Linked DNA regions of Rattus norvegicus: region 2 is linked to region 1. Evidence: chromatin contacts called from public Hi-C data. All regions are on one chromosome and are shown on one strand. The core of a region is the stretch at or near the end of the contact, and the rest is flanking DNA. Distances in the headings are between cores, read along the strand shown.

What was found. A called contact is a pair of places that touch in the nucleus more often than the background predicts.
Region 2: a Hi-C map of kidney shows a contact between it and region 1, with 3 times the contacts expected there. The contact joins two enhancer-like sites. A contact is called at or near these places in 5 of 12 Hi-C or Micro-C datasets (the A7r5 cell line, Schwann cells, frontal cortex and 2 more).

What each region holds. Positions count from the first base shown.
Region 1 is chr4:171,855,788-171,861,472 of GRCr8, forward strand. No RefSeq gene overlaps it. Among named protein-coding and RNA genes, the nearest start is that of Ptpro, 37 kb to the right of the region's middle. Within about 2 kb of position 2,089, at least 23 of the 93 cell types and tissues checked have an H3K27ac peak or open chromatin away from gene starts, as enhancers often do. A contact at or near this core is called in kidney, where this site is marked.
Region 2 is chr4:172,083,615-172,089,299 of GRCr8, forward strand. Ptpro (protein tyrosine phosphatase, receptor type, O) reads left to right here. Exons shown (of 27, transcript NM_017336.2): 20 at 3,209-3,299; 21 at 4,797-4,873. LOC120102421 (a long non-coding RNA gene) reads right to left here. Exons shown (of 4, transcript XR_005504027.2): 3 at 5,524-5,685; 4 at 4,740-4,871. Among named protein-coding and RNA genes, the nearest start is that of Eps8, 130 kb to the right of the region's middle. Within about 2 kb of position 3,132, at least 1 of the 93 cell types and tissues checked has an H3K27ac peak or open chromatin away from gene starts, as enhancers often do. A contact at or near this core is called in kidney, where this site is marked.

The sequences.
Region 1 (5,685 bases), core at 839-3,338:
TGAAGCACGAATTCAGTCAGAACTAGAGAGACGAAGGTTGTTGCACAAGTCTCTCTGCTCTCTGTCTGTTGTCTAAGATCCCAGGATGGTGCCGTTCACATTAAGGTAGGCTTGTCACCCCAGTCAAGCTCATCAAGAAACTCTCTCACTGGTTTGTCTCCTAGGTGACTGTAGTCCTGTCAATTGGACAATCAAATCAACCACCACAGAACTGACTGAAGGGTTTTCATGAGCTAATGACTTCCCAGGAGTCCCTGTGAGAAATGAATGTTCACTCCTCACTGACCTTCCCTACCACCACGCTGGCCCTGGCCTCGCCCGCCTCTCCTTTTCATAGTGATCTTCTGCTTCCTCACCTGTGACCTTGACTCAAGGAGATACACTTTCTCAAGGCCTAGCTGTCTTCTCAATAAAGGTGGCCCCTTTCCACAAAGTAACTTCTGTGCCAGCTATCATAGAGGTGAACTGTCTCTACATTGTAAATGTCTTACGCACACAGCCACTACATGCGTGTAGACATGATCATACACATACACTTTAAAGCATGAAATGTGATTCTACATACATCATGTGACTTTCTGTTGCTTTTCAACCTGGTCTCCGATCTCCAGTTGCTTCTCAGTGATACGACGTGTTTATCTTTCCATGCCATTAGAAGTGAATCAAGCTCACTCTTTCGATTGCTACGTCCAATTCACGCTTTAACGTCAGACAAGGTACAGCCTTCTGCTTTGTAATTTCGTTATTGCAAGACAGAACATAATTCAGGGTTATGGTAAGAATTCATCAGCTAGAATGCTGGAGACTTTCAGTTGCTTAGCGCCAGAGTACTGTGTAAATAATAATTAGATTATCTCTACAAATAATGTCAAGGAAATTCCCTGACACCTCATTAACATCCTCCTTTGAAGAGCATTTTTATAGCCTTCAGTGACACAGTTTGTTTGTGTGTGGGCTTATGTGCAGAGGTGTAAGGGGTTGGGGGGGCTCAGAGGACAACTCCCCAGAATCTGTCGTCTCCTTCTACCATGTGGGTATTCATGGAGCCAACCAGGACCATTGGTCTTCGTGGCAACCACCTTTATCAACTGAGCCATCTTACCGACCCTCATTAAACTTCTTTCCAAGGGGAAGGAAATCTGTCTGCTCATTTATGGGTTGAGCTCATTTAATCCTCCTACCAATCCTACAAAGTAGGTCCTTCAGTTATTTCCATGTGACAGATGATAACCCAGGAGCACGGGAGACCGAGTCAGTGCTCAGAGTGACTCAGCTAATAAGTGACATCGCCGATACGGAATGCGCCTGGCTCTGGACACTATGGTACTAATCCCTCAGCCACACAGAACCATCTACAACAGGAAATACTTTCTACCTGCTTGGTTGCCAGGGACCCAAGCTAGCTGTCACTGACCAGATTTAACAAACATCCTTGGTAAGGTAAGGCAAGCACCATCTGATTCTGGCCATGTCGCCCTCTGCCCAGCTCTAAATCGGCCAGCCTGGCTTAGCAGAGGAGCTGAAATTTCTCTCTGAAGAAAATAGGGCGCGATCCGAAGAGCAAGGCATGGTTTGTGGGGAAATACGGAGAAGAATGGAGAAGAGGGAGAACGGAATAGTGAGGCGGATGGCCGCCTGGCACCTGGCCCAGCCGAGAGAGCCTCTGAGGTGAGCATGCCAAACTCCAAATGCTCCAAGCCCAGATCCCAGAATAGCTGGAAGGAGGCACACTGCCAGTGAGTCAATTATTACACCAGGCCCTCGAGCACTTAATCAGATGCATCCGGTTTGTATTCGCACACTATCAGGCTGAGATATGTGGTTGACTCCAATGAATTGGCATGCCCTAACATGGGCCAGCCATTGCCCGAAAGCCTCGTGCCTTGCAAGTTGGGGTCTACTCTTTCTCTCCTTTGAAAATGCCCGTGTTGTGTGCCAGTGATGTACACCTCCTTCCAAAGAAGAAAAAGACTCTTTTTTTTTTTTTGAGATGACTCAATGGAAATTGGGGAGTTTAAGTCCAGTAGAACTCAATCCTTGGACACTCAGGGCAAGAGTCCATTGGGTAAGGCAAGCCCAGTTGCCCAGTGTTACTACACCGTCCACATCCTTTGATGCTGCAGGCTCAGGAGGAGTGGCCACAGGCAATGGAACACCGGGATGGAGTGGGTCAGGATGACCCTGAGTATTGTTGAATTTTCCCTTCTGGAGGAATTCCCATGAGTGAAGTATTGTGGCCGCCAGTTGGCGACAACACCATCCTGGACCACAGACCATCTCGGTGCGTCTACCATTGTTCTCAGTGTGATTTTCTCAGCCTCTGTGGCAGGTGCTCTCGGTGCCCCATCCATAGTCCCCAGAGTAGACCAATGCTCCTACAAGGGCCTTTTGTCAGCTGTTTTGTGACCGTGGCTCTCTTCCTGTGGGAAAATGATGCTGTTCTTGTGACTGATGACAGGCTGAATTGGGAGTCAAGTCTTTTTTCCTCTTGTCAGGGCAACTTCTTCTTTACTTCTTTGTTATATTCATTGAACAAAATTTTCTTGGGGAGGGGGGATAGTAAGGAAAAACTTTCCCCTCAAGCTGAAGTTTCTGGGAGCTGGAGAGACAACTCAGCAGCGCAGGAGGTCCACCCTGCGGACCAGAGTTTGGACTGTTAGAGCCCAGGTTAATGCTGAGTAAATGCAGTGGATGCTTGTAACCCCACCGCTAGTGAGTTGAAGATGGAGTCCTTGTGCAAGGTGACTCCCTATACTAGCCAACTCTATGAGCTGTGGGCTCAACTGAGAAACCCTGCCCCAAGATATAAGATGGAGAATGGTCCAGGAGGCTCCTGATGTCAATATCAGGCTCTGTACATACATGCACACGCATGTACTCAGGGATGCATACAAGCACACACATGCGTCATATACATGTAACATCCAAAGCTAAGATTTCCCTAAAACAATGACTCGTCTAGTATCCACTCCTGCCTTTCACCTCTTCCCTTCCTCCTCTCAAGGTTTTCCATGAACGTACTCCATTCGATAAATCACCAAGGGCCTGGGAGATAACTCAGTTATTAAAGGCTGGGCTCATAACCAAATGTCGATGAATCACCTGAACAGAAGCTCTTGGCTCAGGCTCAGCTTCCTTGGAACTCAGCCTAACAGCATGGAAACCCTTCGCAAAACACAAGAGGATGTCGATGTTCCTCAGGCTTCTGCTATTAACCTGCTGACCACATCGCCCTTCTACGTCTGTGTGTTACTTACAGAATGATGCCTACAACTGCCTGCTTTAAAGTAACTTGCAAACTGACATTTTCGAGAAAGAAAAGCAAGGGACAAGAACAAGAACAATTACGGGCCGCTGAGAGGGCTCTGGAAAAGGGACTTGAGCCATGCCTGACATCCTGAGTTCAGTTGCAAGATCCATGTGGTTGACGATGAGGACAGACCCAGCAAGCTGTCCTCTGCCTTCTTCAGGCCCAGTGTGGCACCCAGTGAGGAAAGGCAAAAGACAATCTCTTGCTGTCCTACAAATGCTTGGAAATTGTGAGTTTGGTGGCCTAACTCAGTCTTTTAAACCATGATAAAATAACTATATGCTTCTGTGTGTGTGTGTGTGTGTGTGTGTGTGTGTGTGTGTATGTGTGTGTGTGTGTGCTCGCGCGCGTGTGTATGTATGTACACATGTACACATGTACATATGTATAATGTATCTATACATATATGTATATATGTATACACACATTTATCTTTATATGACTTAAAAATCATCCCACTGTCTATACTACTCCATGTGCACATGGACTATACCTTTCAGAATATTGCATCATAAAAAGTATGATTTTCAAAGTCTACATTGACCATTTTACTACTCCATTTGGAGAACCACGCTGATGCTGGTATTCAGTCATTTCCGGTTGGTTGTTTCAAAGCCATCAGCACTTTTAAGTTTTCCCTTAGCGCCCCTTTCTGCTTGAGCACTAAGGAACCATTCCTGATGAGACGGGGAAAGGTAGAGTGGATAACTCTTTAAAACTTCAATAACTGAAGATTACCCCAGCAAACATTCTGCCTTCAGTGTTTCGAGTTCTTAACCTGTCTCCCCCAGGACGATGGAGCTCCTAGAAACTTGAGGTCTTCTTGCTAGGATGACTCTGAGGTGATGGGGCTCAGACGCTCGTCTCCATGGAGGGTGAAACCCCTCTCGTCTTTAGACATTCTTAGGTTAATGACTCCTGACACTGCACACACACTTCTCTGAGATGCAGCAATGGAGGTAGAGTGCGGATGGTGGGGTAGGGTCCACTCAGATGCAGGCTCATGTCAAGGACAAAAACCTTTACCGACTGGGGACAGAGCTCAGCTAGGAGAACTCTTGTCTAGAGAGCGTGGGACCCTGGGTTAGATCCACAGCAACACATAAACTGGGCATGGGTGGTGCATGACTGTAAACCCAGAGTGTGGGAGGAAGAACAGGAGGATCAAAGGCTAAGGCCTCCTCAGCTGCAGAGTGAGTTCGAGGTCAGCATACAGGACACACTGATTTTTTAAAAAGGAGCCTTGGGAGAGAGACTTTTACTATGGGTCACTTTGTTGCAATTCTGAAGCAAAAACAAACAAACAAAACAAAAACAAAAACAAAAAACAAAACAGTAACAACAACAACAAAACAGAAAGCATGGGGGGGGGGCAGGTCTGAGCTAGTGGGAATGGATCTCCATCTCATCTGGTGTGTGCTATCACGATCTATGGATTTCATGTTGTTTTGGTATGGAAGGAGTCAATGGTCAGTGCAATATTTGCTGTTGAGCTTTCGCATCTCTCTAGCAGAATGGTCTTCCTGGCCTTTCCCCTCACAGTGCGTTCTTTCTGGAACAATCTACCACTACGGAGATAGAAGTCTGAGGACAAGTGTTCCAGGAGAAACCACTTTCTTTTCTTTTATTGGATATTTTTTTAATTTACACTTTAAATGTTATCCCCTTTTCCAGTTTCCCCACCTGAAACCTGCTATCCCATCCCCCCTCCCCTGCCTCTATGAGGGTGCTCTCTCCCAACTCCTTCTCAACCCCCTCCCACCTCCCTGCCCTGGCATTCCCCTATACTGGGGCATTGACCCTTGGCAGGACCAAAAGCCTCTCCTTCCATAGATGCCTGACAAGGCCATCCTCTGCTACATATGCGGCTAGAGCCACAGATCCATCCCTGTGTTCTCTTGGGACAGTGGTTTTGTTCTTGGAAGCTCTGGTTGGTTGGTACTGTTCTTCTTATGGAGTTGCAAATCCCTTCAGCTCCTTCAATCCTTTCTCTAACTCCTCCATGCTCAGTTCAATGGTTGGCTGTGAGCATCCACCTCTGTATTTGTCAGGCTCTGGCATTCTTTCTGGAATAATCCACCACTATGGAGCTAGAAGTCTGAGGACAAGTGTGCCTGGAAGAGCCACTTTCTAACCTGGCCAAAGTTTTCCCAGCTACATTGTAAAACTCACAGTTTAAAATTAGGAAAAACCTAGCACCTGTGTGTCAGGGAACGGAGTGCAGCCTTGGCACGGAAGCCAGGCAGTCAAGTCTCAATGCTGATTCCCAAATTAAAGCCTGTATTCTAACTCGTAACTCCTGATGAGTTTATCCATCTGTGCACACTGTACTGAGTGACAAGTTCTAGTGACAGAACCATCCATTAATGAAGTCA
Region 2 (5,685 bases), core at 1,882-4,381, 230 kb after region 1:
ATGTTTTGTGCGTCCCACAAGAGTAATATAGCAAACCACTGGAAAACCTTGAGGAGAAACCTGTACAATTACAATGGCAATTTTCGGCTTTAAGGGCACTATTGGTACAAAGGTTTTATCTGGAATGGGGAAAAAATTAGATTTGTGCTGAATCACCTCCTTGGCAGTTTGTCTTCAAGAACGACTGACTTCCTCGTACCCCAAACAGTGCAAGATTTTGTTTCTCAAGAAGCCAAAAATGATGAAGCATCAACAAGAAAGAAAAACCTAGGCCACTGAGGTTGTCTCAGCCATGTTGATGGCAACTGGGCAGGCCTTTATCAGTTGACAGCAAGGACCTCCAACTTGAAAGAGGCCCAAGACCAAAGGCTGGATGCCTGCAGCATGTGCAATTCGAAGACTGCTTGAGTCAAGACGCCCAGGATGTGAGGGTCTCCCTTCCTCAATCAACGTCTCTTCCCTTAAAAATCTTTCAGAGCCCCATAAGTTCCTTTTCCAGACTCGTTCTCTAGCTTCGGATTCCTTAAAGTAACGGTTGAGAAGAGACTTGAAGGGTGAAACTTGTATGCTTTGCTGCATCCTTTGGGACTAGGAACAAAATTACCTTGGGCAAAGTGTGAGTACTCCAGAGTTCAGATCAGAGTGTAGGGGCCTTGCAAGAGGGGTAACCTGTAATCGCAGCACTCAGGAGGCAGAGACAAAGCACCTTCAGGGCAAGCTGTGAGCTAGCCCTGACAATTGGCCTAGTCAGAGACCGTGGCTTGACATGATGCGGTGAACCATTAGGGAAGCCACCGTAGTCCTCTGCCTCACCACACAGGCACACCCCACATACATGCCAGCACACCATTACACATTCACGCACACATACACACACACACACACACACACACACACACACACCTTACACATGCGCATGCAAAAAAAAAACCCTGAACTCATTAAGTGTAAGCAAAATAGATGGTTTCTATGGCAACTGGTTCTTCGGCTGTCTGAAGAAGCTTATAGAAACGACAGTAAAGACAAATACCGAGGGGCTCTGTAGCACACACACGCACAGAGCATTCCCTTGCACTGACGCACACATAAAATAAAAAACAATAAGAATACATCTTGGAGTGTTTCCGGATATTGCTAGATTTGCTCCTTTAGATATACAAGCCCAGAAACTACCATTCCAGTAGACCATAAAGTAGACTTCTAGGTGATCTGGTTATATGCAACCTCATTTTCTTTCCGTTTTCATATTTTATTTTAAATAATTTTATTTCTCTTAGATATTTTATGTCTTTACATTTCGAATGTTCCCCCCTTTCCTCCCTCTCCCATACCTCCTCTCCCCTCCCCCTGCTTCTATGACGATGCTCCCGCTCCACCCACCTACTCCCACCTCAAAGCCAACATTGGGCAAACAATCCTTCACAGGACCAAGTGCTTTTCCTTCCATTGATGCTGGACAATGCCATCCTCTGTCACAAATGTGGCCAGAGTCATGGGACCCTCCATGTGTACTGTCTGATTGGCGGTTTAGTCCCTGGGAGCTCTGGTGAGGTCTGGTTGGTTGATACTGTTGTTCTTCCTATGGGGTTGCAAACCCCTTCTGCTTCTTCAGTCCTTTCTCTAACTCCTCTATTGGGTCCCCTTGTTCAGTCCAATGGTTAGCTGCAAGCATCCTCATCTGTATCAGCAGGGCTCTGGCAGAGTCTCTCAGGAGACACCCATATCTGGCTCCTGTCAGCAAGCACTTCTTTGCATCCGTGATAGTGACTGGGTTTGGTATCTGCATATGGGATGGATTCCCCAGGTGGGGCAGTCTCTGGATGACCTTTTCTTCAGTCTCTGCTCCACCCTTTGTCCCTGTATTTCCTCCTGTGAGTATTTTGTTCTTCCAAGAAAGACGGATACAGCCACATTTGGGTCTTTGTACTTGAGCTTCATGTGGTCTGTGGATTGTGTCTTGGGTATTCCAAGCTTTTGGGCTAAGATCCACTTATCAGTGAGTGCATACCATGTGTGTTCTTTTGTGACTGGGTTACCTCACTCAGGATGATATTTTCTAGTTCCATCCATTTGCCTAAGAATTTCATGTAGTCACTGTTTTTTTGGTTTTTTTTGTTGTTGTTGTTGTTTTTTGGTTCTTTTTTTCGGAGCTGGGGACCGAACCCAGGGCCTTGTGCTTCCTAGGTAAGCGCTCTACCACTGAGCTAAATCCCCAGCCCCAGTCATTGTTTTTAATAGCTGAGTAGTACTCCTTTTGTTTTTTATTAGACACAGGGGGATAAACAGCCGAAATGTTTCTCACAGTCACTCTTTTGAATGGCATGGTTGTAAGAAAAACACCAATGCCTGCTGTGGTAGGGGCTGAGGTACAGATAACCGACAGGCCAGTAGATGTCCATCCGGTGTGCCGCCTTCCACTCTAGGGCTGCCTCCTCACTGATGATTCACCTTTATTCTTCGGGTCCCATCACCGGCATTTAGAGGCTGTTCACCCAATATTTTATACTGTGGAGATTGCTTCCTACTCCTAACCCCACTGTCTCACAACTTCTTTGGGGGCTCATTTCTACGAGAAAACAGATGCCCATGCTTCCTCATGGTTTATGTGAACAGCTCATACACGAGCTGCCCTCCTTGTCATAATCCTGATCTGTGTTTTCATTCCCAAGCCTCCCACACCCCATCTCCCACGTAGATCTTACTTCTCTGAGTAATCTGTGAGAAGCTCGAGCTGTTTAGATGGCAGAGTGAACTGTGCTTCACTGCAGCTGTGCTAACAAACTACCTTTAGGGTTCAAGTCCCTGCGATGCTTAGCTTTCTCACTCACAGGTACGTGGTTTCACTGGAGTGCTTCTGCTTCAGGCTGTGGGTATCCATCAGGTTGTCTCCTCACCCTGACATCAGCAGCTTTGCTGCCCATGGACTCTTTCTGTTGGTGGTAGAGGTCAGGAGAAGAAACCAAACTAAAGAAGCCCATAGTGAACTTCCAATTTCACCCAAGTTCTACCCAGATTCATTGACTAGAGCGAGCTGACAAGAGCGAAGTGGATCGGCTAGCACGTCCTGCCCTTAAAAGAAATTGCTGCCTTATCAGCTGACCAAGGGCATGTTGAAGTTTTATCCATGAACAGAGTCCAAGGTGAACATTAAGCCATCCAGTTCTGCACTGGGTACAGAAACTTTGAACCTGTTCTCTCTTGTTTGCAGGAGTTGAAGTTGATTGGACTGGATATTCCACACTTTGCTGCAGATCTTCCGCTGAACCGATGTAAAAACCGCTATACAAACATCCTGCCGTGTAAGCTGATCAATAGCCCTGACCCCAGCCCTGTCTCTTAAAGGTCAAAGCTTTGCTTCTGCCACTCAATCAGTCTCACTATTTTCCCGCCAGACTCAAGTGTGGTCTGAATCACAGGGCCACCACCGAGTCTTCCCAGACCTGGCTGGCACATTGGTCTTACCGGGTGGAGGTGGGGGTTTATTACACCTCTTCACATAAATTGCATCTGAGCATTCGACCCTCCCTACCACAGACAAAGGACTCCCGGCAGCCAATGACTGCTAAGAAAGGGAGACTTGATCTTCTGGGAGTGAGCTCCCTATTCATCCAATTCCAAGTCAGATAGTCCACAGATGTCATTTACATATAAGCAATACTAAATAAACTGAGCAAGTTGTTCTTACATATTTATATAGGTAACAGTAATAATCAAAGGAAACGAGTCCATGAATTTGAGAGGGAATCCAGTTGACACCTGGTCACTGTCAAGAACCAGAGACTTTCCTTATGAAACTCAACACCATAGAGTAAACACACACCAATAAAGAGAAGTTTGAGGATGAAGTTAGTAAGATAAATCTGAATAAGTGAAAGGAAAAAGAACAGGGAGAAATAACCAAGGTAAAAAACCGAAATCAACAAGGCCAACAATAATACTATTTGATACACGATCGAGAGCGAACCGGGATTAGGGCTGGTAAGTGATAGGAAGAGAGTGCTACACTTCGGTTTTATAGAGACGAACAGGGCCGGGGAGTCTAAGCACACTGTGAGGACTGTAGTTAATGACACGTGTGGAACCCTGAAAGGTTTATAATGGAGTGGGCTTTACGCACTTCCACACAAAAAGAATAAGTGTGAGATGACAGATGCTTCTTTGCTTAACTCTAGTAGTCCTTTCTTAATGTGCAGGCGGGTGGACATGCACACACACACACATACACACACATGCACGCATGCACACACACATGCATGCATACACACATACACACACACACATGCACACACACACACATACACACACATGCACGCATGCACACACACATGCACGCATACACACATACACACACACACACACACACACACAATCATTTACCTTAAACATTAAATTTCATGTCCAGCAACAAAAAGAATTAAACCAGTAAGTGTCATAATAACTTCGAAAAGGCCCATGTGACTTCCGTTCTCTGGGTGAGGTAGTGGGTTCCTCGGATGTCGCTGCACGAGAAGGCAACCATAAATTTACGTTACGTACTATAGCTTCCCGTATGGTCATAAAGATATTTCAGTTCCTGCCTGAAGCACTTGCAGCTGACTCTTCCAGAGCTGGAAGAGCTGAGGAAGTAGTGGCTGGATGAAAGTCATAAATTATCGAATGGAGGCCCTAAGACAACAGTAGACGGCCTCCCTCCTCGGCCTTCTGTTTAACTTGGTATCTGACAGAGACCGACACAATCGTTTTGCCTTCCATTCCGGTTTTTTTTTTAATGTGTCTTTTCTCTCTGGTCTTCATAGACGACTTCAGCAGAGTGAGGCTGGTCTCCATGAATGAAGAAGAAGGAGCAGACTACATTAATGCCAATTATATTCCTGTAAGTAGAAATAATAATAATAATGATAATAATAATAATAATAATAATAATAAACTAATCCAAAGCTCAAAACCACACAGACCAGGCACTGGAAGGCCGTAGGGGCTAAGGATACATGAAATGGAGAAGTGGCAGCTGCCCCCACCTAACAACTGAGGGCCAGGAGCTGTGGGCACTTCCTGTTGCTCCTATTCAGAATACAGGATGCAATGGCTCTCACCCTTCCTAATGCTGCAGCCCTTTAACACAGCTCCTCGTGTTGTGGTGACCTCAACCATAAAAATCATTTCATGGCTCCATCATCACGGAAATTCTTCACCGTTATGAGTCATATGTGAATATCTAACATGCAGGATATCTGATATGGAACCCCTGTGAAATGGTCATTTGAACCCCACAGGGGTCACAACCCACTGGTTGAGAACCACAGCTCCCTGTGAGAGACTAGAGGAGGGAGGTCATGGCACTGAAGGGAGGGCCTCTCCCCTGTGTCTAGACTCCACAGTCCAGACTACAGCTGCACACCTGTGCACTTAGAGCAGCTGAGGTAAAGAGTGCGGCTGACGTGAAAAGGTGTGGACATGATTGGATAGGCTTCTAACAAGCAGCGCTTAAAACCACACCAACCCGTATAAAAGCCCTCTGGTTACCGCTTTCATGATAAGCTGAAGGAAACATTTGATAGGTGTGTGATCCTTTGCCAACTTCCTCCATCAGCAGGATGTCAGCCGTCCTGGCAGGGTTAGAACGCCCAACAGCACTCAGGGGGCAGTGACGCTGGCTGGCGAAGTGTTGACGTTCTCACTCTCCTT